2 separate regions of the Rattus norvegicus genome follow, and region 1 is linked to region 2. Evidence: chromatin contacts called from public HiChIP or PLAC-seq data. All regions are on one chromosome and are shown on one strand. The core of a region is the stretch at or near the end of the contact, and the rest is flanking DNA. Distances in the headings are between cores, read along the strand shown. Region 1 has its middle 200 kb from the start of Opcml. Region 2 has its middle 340 kb from the start of Opcml.

What was found. HiChIP or PLAC-seq counts read pairs in DNA pulled down with a chosen protein or histone mark.
Region 1: a contact with region 2 is called in an H3K27ac HiChIP or PLAC-seq map of oligodendrocytes, with 5 times the contacts expected there. The contact joins two enhancer-like sites. A contact is called at or near these places in 1 of 12 Hi-C or Micro-C datasets (Schwann cells) and 1 of 1 datasets of contacts at active chromatin or transcription factors (oligodendrocytes).

Annotation. Positions count from the first base shown.
Region 1 is chr8:34,848,551-34,852,077 of GRCr8, reverse strand. It overlaps a transcript of Opcml not described here. Among named protein-coding and RNA genes, the nearest start is that of Opcml, 200 kb to the left of the region's middle. Within about 2 kb of position 1,352, at least 6 of the 93 cell types and tissues checked have an H3K27ac peak or open chromatin away from gene starts, as enhancers often do.
Region 2 is chr8:34,710,181-34,714,092 of GRCr8, reverse strand. It overlaps a transcript of Opcml not described here. Among named protein-coding and RNA genes, the nearest start is that of Opcml, 340 kb to the left of the region's middle. Within about 2 kb of position 1,337, at least 1 of the 93 cell types and tissues checked has an H3K27ac peak or open chromatin away from gene starts, as enhancers often do.

The DNA.
Region 1 (3,527 bases), core at 103-2,602, 140 kb before region 2:
CTATCATTTGCTGCCTCCTGTGAAACACAGGGGCTCCCTTGTTTCCCCATGAGGATCAACTGGGAACAAACTCATCTCTCTTTCCAACATTTGACTAATAACAACAACTTCTTTTGGAAATGGGGGAGTGTAAAAAAGACATAGGTGACATAAAAACAGGAAGGAGACTTTGGGGGTGCTTACAAAGGGGGACCATGGGTCGGAGTACTCGGGAGATAACGGGGAAGGAAAAGATAATTAAATTCACTTTATTCAAAAAATTCCATAATGCTGTCTATTACCTTGTAGGCTTACTTAAAGAAGAACAAAACAAAAGTCAACTTCTGCTTACTTGTGATTTTTTAAATACCTACTCTCCCTCTGTCAGCTTCCCGGGGCTTTGCCTCACCAGTCCTGGTTCGTCTGCAAGATCCCTGTCCTCATAGAGAGTGCCACTTGGTTTTATAACAAACCCCAGCAAAGCAGAATTCATTCAGCAAGAGAAGGGGAAGAAAAGCCTAGGTTGCAAGGACTTTATACATCAATAAGACATATGTATGAAACTGTTCAAATTGTTAATGGTTCACTGTGAAACACCCAATACCACCCAGGACAAAGCACCTTACTAACCATTAATGAATAGGCACACAGAGAAAGTGAGATAGCTCGCCAGCTCCTTTCACTGCCTTTGATAACTCAGGCTCCAGAATCATCCCTGCTGTATAATGAAAACCTCAGCCTGAATTGTATCAATGCAAATCACAGGAGCTGCCTGCAAGCTTGTGTATTATAACTTATCTGTGGGGCCAATAAAAAGATATGCCATTATCAGCCTTGTCCACTTAACTATTAATAAGGTTCCCTAGGCCCTTTCATCCCACCTCTCTCTCCAGCTCCCGCTGCTAGCACCAGGGGCCTGCTTGCCTTTCCCACTGGCAGGCTCATCCGAGGAGAGCCGAGTGCCTTAAGTGGTACAAAATGCAATGCAGGAAAAAGAAAATTACTTGACCATTGTTCAGGGACTCTCAGGTTTTCATTCTAAAGCCCAGAGAATCCCTAGGACTGAGATGCCCTCTCCCCCATCCTAAGCTACAATGTTCTTTCTGTGCCACAGAGGGCTTTTCTGATGGTTGGGGTGTCTTCAACTTCTGTCCTCGTCCTTTGAAGCACTGGTGGCAGGAGGATGATGGGGGCCAGGAACCTCAGATAACTTGGGAGGCTGTCTCTGGGCCCTGTCTTCCAGCTGTGACACTTGCATCAGGATGTGCTTCAGCTCTGTTCTCTGCCCTGTTTGCTCTTCTACAAAGTCCAGTTGCAATCCTCACCCAGCCAAGTGAGCTGAAATTGCACCCTGCGATAGCCACCAGGTGGCGGTCTTCTCTCTCAACCCAGCATCCTTGGGCGGCAGGAGGAAGCAGAGTCCTGCGAGTCAAGCTCCACAGAGAACGCCAGCAAGGTCCCTTGGCGCACGGGTTTTATGTGTAATTATTGTCACTTTCCTCTGCTGGTATTTTCTTGAACATTTCCCCCTCTTCCCAGGTCCTCCTCCTTTTCATCGTGCCTGGATTTCTACTGGGCATTTTACCCAAATGTACAGATGCCCTTTCTTTCTGGAAAACAGCCTCATCTCACATCCCTTTGAGAATCAAGTGATGTATACAGAAATGCAGTCACTGGAAGGAAATCTCTGAAAGAAAGAATCTGGCTGGCGTTTTTCTTGTGTGCCCATCTACCTCTCTGTGTCTGATACTCCATTCGGGTAAATTAACAGCCAGGCGAACTCCCATTTGATGGCACTTGCATGTCTATATGGTTTCTTGTGACCTTCACAGCATAATTCCTAACAATAAATAACTCCTGAAGTGCTATTTACCTCCACTTATTACCGAGGCCTCGCAGACAGGCAGAATGGCCTCCTGATTAACATGCGGTTAGCTGGATAACTGCTGAGACTTGACCAGAACAAGTCAGGCTTCCATGAAGTCCTGTTCCCCTTTAGTGATGTCACTTCTCTGTGGAAGAGCAGGCACAGGAGCTCCTCCTTTCCCTCCACAGATTGTCACTTATTTCCTTCAAGTGTTACTACAGATGGAGCCCTGTTTTTGAAACAGGATCCCCTCTGATAGCAATGCCTGCTAAACTTGTCCCCATCCAGTCAGATGTTCTGTGTGGCTAACCAATAATCAACCATGAATATTTATAGCATTTCGTAAAGCACCTCTACCTGCAACACTCTGGGTAAGCATGCGATGGTTTAGAGCACGGGATGAAATTTCCCCAGTGCAGAATGTGCTGAGGCTGGGTGACACCAATGCCCCCAGTGAGTGCAGTGTATCCATGCCCAGGATTGCTAAGGCAAGGATCTTCTTCTAATTGGGTACCTCTCTCCCACACATGGCCTTTGCAAACAGAAACACCAACAGTAGCTTCCTTTGTTTTGTTTAGGAAAATGCACGAAGAGTAAGTTGCCTAGACACACAAGAGAAACAAGAGGAAAGGAGGAGGCGATTCAACAAGTTGGAGAGTTGCCATAGACAACAGCTGCAAGCTTCCACTGTAGGCCGAAAAGGCAATATTGACCAGGAAGTAGCATATCACCCGTCCATCACATTCTGACAGTGTGTTCCTCACTTATATTTATTCAAAAGACCTCGGAATCCACTTAGTATGAGAAACTCATTTCTGGCATCTGCAGATGCTCAGGGATGTCGTGCCTGAGACTGAGAGTGGGAAACAGGTAAGGAAAATTAATAATTCATGTAGTAAAGCCCATTTAGTTTTCTCACTGGGAAAAAGAGGCTCCTGTGAGGGAAGACGGAGTAAGCGGTTTGGAATGATGTGCAGAGAGAGGAATACGGTTCTAGCAGGATGGGAATAGAGTGTCTGATGCAATGTCCAAGCTCTTCAGCAAAAACTAAAGCTGTCTGCAGACAAGCTGGAGCTCCTAGTGCTAACAGAGGCCCAGTTCTCCTTTCCCTGCCTCTGTCCGATGAAGACTAGAAGTATATCTACATCGAGGCACACGGGTAGAAGCTCCACAAAGCTGCTTTCTAGACCAGTAGGGAAAGCTGTGAGAAATAAGAGAAGCCTGTAGCAGCTTGGGAACCTCTAATATTAAACATAGACCTGCTTCCTGCTAGGTCAAGCAGGCTTTCAGGAGGCAGAGGGCAAAGGAAGAATGGCATCCTCATAACCTGGAGCTCTTTGAATCAGAAGTCCAAGTTCAAAACAGTAGAAGAGGTAAGAGGAGGAGCTAGGGAGAAGCAAAGAGAGAAAACAAAAGCTGATGGGAGGGAGGTTGGACTACCCTGGAAATTAAAGAGGCAATGTAAGGTGTGGCTGCATTCTGAAAGAGTTTGAGTGCAAGGGATTTGTGTAAGAGGGATCTGTATAGTTTACTGGGAGTAGAGAGTAAATTTTCTCAGGATATTAGTTTTCAGTAGAAAAGGGTAATTAATCGTTATAATGCTCTCTTTAAGATCCATATCCCCAGTAGCTCAGAGAGGCTGGCTCGGTTTCCAGTACCAGGCATACCGTGCCTCCTCTTG
Region 2 (3,912 bases), core at 88-2,587:
GTTCTTTTCTGAAGAGAAACGGAGGAGAAAGGGATCTGGGAAGAGGGCACATGGAGGGGGCAACTAGGATGAGAGGATGGAGGGAAAACTGCTGTAGAAATATAATATATTAAAGAAGAATAAAGAGAAAAGAAAAAATAGAGACTCAAACATGGGATTGGGTTCCCATCACAGCAGGCGTGGTTTACTCTCCTTCCCATCCTACGGATGACAATAAGTTTGAAGGAATCAGGCTGAGTACTAGAGACACTGCCAGCTTTCCTTCCAGGTGTCGGATGGTGGTGAGCAACAGTCTGGAAAGCTAAACTGCTGTTGGATCCCCACAAAAACAGAAGGAGAGAGATGTACGGAGAGCAATCAGGGCCTCTGAGAAGCTGTGAAGCCTTGCGGTGCGTCTCTCAGCCAGTCTCTTCAGATGTCTTTGCAGGGTTCAGATAATTAGGCCCAGCAGTTTCAGTGTGAATAAAGTATTAATAGGCCTCCATTTTCAAAGGGGGGAGTAGTGGAACAAAATGAGCCAAACGGACAAGGATCAAAACAGCAATTAGAGAGCAATCCTGAAAACTGAAGGAAGCCGTATGACGTTCCGGGTTGGAGAAACCAATCCCAAACAAAGCTTTAAAAACAAATCAAGCTGCTTTGTTGAAGAATCAAAGGAAACCGGTATCTAGGAAGGACCCAGTACTTGGGAATAGTAATACATTTTCGTCCCATACATCCCTTCCATCCCTATCATGCCTACCTCTGCCGAATAAATTGATGTACTACTGAAATATGTATTTTCTGGTTACCCCATGTCATTCAATCACACTGTTCCTTGGACAGGACATTCACCAGTCACTATGATCCCCAACCTTTCCTCTCTGACCCTACCTACCTGTCTGGGTTTTATTAAACAGTTCTTCTGGAGTCTTCTATAATATCTAAAGCTGTATTAGATGTCCTCCTCTAAGGCTGCAATCTTTCATCATAATCCTTTTCACATCAAACTTTAACCATTGCCTACATCAAGACATAGGACCCTGTTTGACACATATACCAACTGGTTTTGTGTGGCAACTTGACACAAACTAGACCCTTCAGAGAGGAACGAGCCTCAGTTGAAGAAATGAGTCCATTAGCTCCAGCTGTATTTTCTTCAATTAGTGATCAATAGAGAAAGGTTCAACCCATAGTGGATGGTGGATGCTGGTCCTGGATGCCATAAGAAACAGGCCAAGCAAGCCATGGGTACCAAGCCAGTAAGCAGCACCCTTCAGGGGCACTGCATCAGCTCCTGCCTCCAGGTCTCTGCCCTGTTTGAGTTCCTGTTGTGACTTTCTTCAGTGATGAACAGCAACATGGAATTATAAACCAAATAAACATTTCCTCCCCAATTTGCTTTTTGGTCTTGGTATTTTATAGCACCAATAGAAATGCTAAGAAAACACATATTAGGATCTGAGGAAGAATGTGCTGATTGTCTGGCTGGAATATCTTTTGCCATAATAAACTTTCTACCAAAGGGGCAAGCCCATCCAATGTATACTAGGAGAATGGAAATGTATAGAATGTAAAGTAGGAACAGAGCTAGTAAGCTTTACCATTGCACACCAAGACACTGGATAATGTCACCATGTGTTATTACTTTAGATCAGAATGCTATGTAGTAGGTCCTTTTGTGCTGGAGAGCGTCCAAGCTTCCAGGCAGGCAAGATGTCTAAATGGAAACCCCCTTTTAAATTCTATCTCAGAGTCTTAAATGTCAATTTTTGGACAAATAAATGCCTTCCAGACACATCTACTGTGTTGTCTATTGGGAAGAGAGAACTAGGCTTCTGCACCTTAGGCAGATAAATAGTTGTTTGTTTCCTGAGGGAGGCTGTTTATTATAACAAAAAGGACTTTGTAGGCAGTAGAATGCAATGTGTTAGAAAGAGCGTAAGTTTTGGAATTAAAATGACCTTGGCACCAATCCCAGCTCTGCAATTTACTAGCAGTATGATTTGGACCACTTTCAGTCTCCCTGAAATCCACTCCAAGTTTTGCTACAGAGGTACATATTTTAATGTTATAATACACACTTGAGCCTCAGTAATTACTATCAATGATCCCATAAATCTAGATTATAAAGAAAGAGACATGAAGGTAGAGTTGAAACTGAGAAAAGAAAGAGACCATCGGAAGGAAGAATACGAGAGGGCAATAAAGGATAAATAGAATCAAAGTATATTATATTCATGTAAACATGTCACACAGAGACACATTGTTTTACATAGATAATATAATATACACTAATTAAAAAAACAAATATCATTCCGCATCCCACCTCTTTCTGGCCCTGCAGTCCTGATTTTTTACCTTAGTAAATCTCTCTAGGTCAAGTTGACTCATGTACAAGAAGACAAGATAATCCTCTTTAGATCCCCAGTGTAAGGACAAAACTCATCTATGGATCGAGCATTCCTAATTTAGTGGCGGCAGGGTAAGAGGCACTCAGAAAACATGAGTGCTTATCATTTATTTGGTGTGCTAATTATTATGACATTTTGCCAAATAATTATTTTGTTCTGACCCATGTTAAAAGGGTCTGGATTTTAATTTCCTTGCCCTCTCACATCAGTCCAATAGTTATTGGATGACCCTAGCCTCCTTTAAACATCGATATGTTAATAACAGCCATGACATTTTCCTTGATCACATTTCCTCGTGGCCCTAGAAAGGATTGTCAGCAATCATTTAAGGCCAGAATACAGAGCCCTGGCTGTTCAGACCGTAGCTGAGAGTTTTTCTTACAGCCTCTGACTCTAACTGCCACGAAATTAATTTAGAAATACAATCACGAGACAATTGAATAAAACCATTCTCATTTCATCACCTGACAGAAGGCTGTCACAATTCAGAGGCCTTTAGAAGCAGCTGAAAGGAACATCTTCCTAAACATTCAGATTTGTTCCTAACTACAGAAGGATATTAGGTTGTTAACATAAAATTGGTCTATTCAGGTTTCTGTGTCTCCTTTAAGGAGCAGGTTGATTTCCTTTTTAGATCCACATATATTAAAGTTCACAATTAATTTAGATAACACCATGTGAGCTGATAGTAAAATGTCTAGCAATTAAATAATGAATGCTAGGGAGCCACAGTCATCAGAGATATCAGAATACACCTTTATTATAATGATGTAAAATCAGTGTGTTTTCATATGATTTAATTATAGATTGACAGGAAAAAGTGCAGAACCATAGATTAACAATTTTAGGTAACGCATATATTAGAAACTCTGTTTCCAAAACTATGATTAATATTGAGCAAGCTAAATTCATCATTGGATAAAGGAGCATTTGCAGATTTAGAACGTAATAACTCAGTATGAATAAAGATAGAAGAGCTATGACGGTGATATGAGTAGATAATCTCTCCCATGACAAGGAATAAAATGAAACTACTAAGGAATGCAGGTTTTTACTCCTAAGGCAGGCTTCACCTCATAATTCTAAGATTTTATAGGAGAAAATCTTTGCTGCAATTCTAGTTTCTGGTAGAACTAGCTTCTCCTGTGCTTCTAAAAAAGTGTAGGAGGTGCCTTTCAGGGGGTGGCCAGGACAGTGGGTAGCCCAGAACGGTACCCTCTTCCTCATAAAGGCAGTAAGGTGTACAGGCTCCCATGTGACCCTTACACCCAACAATGAGTTCTGAGTTCCTTTCTTGAAAAAATTCTTCATACCCTGCCCATATTCATGGTATTTTCAATAACTATGCAAAACACAGATTAACTATGAGCTGATCAGAACTCAGACCTAAAATCTTTAGAGGTGATTTAAAGAGTAACTGTCTTCTGAAGAGAACAATTGAGTGTGGCCCTCAGCAAAGAAGAGGGATTTTCCTGGAGGAAACTCAGAGCAGCTTACAGTTTCACATCATAGCCCATCC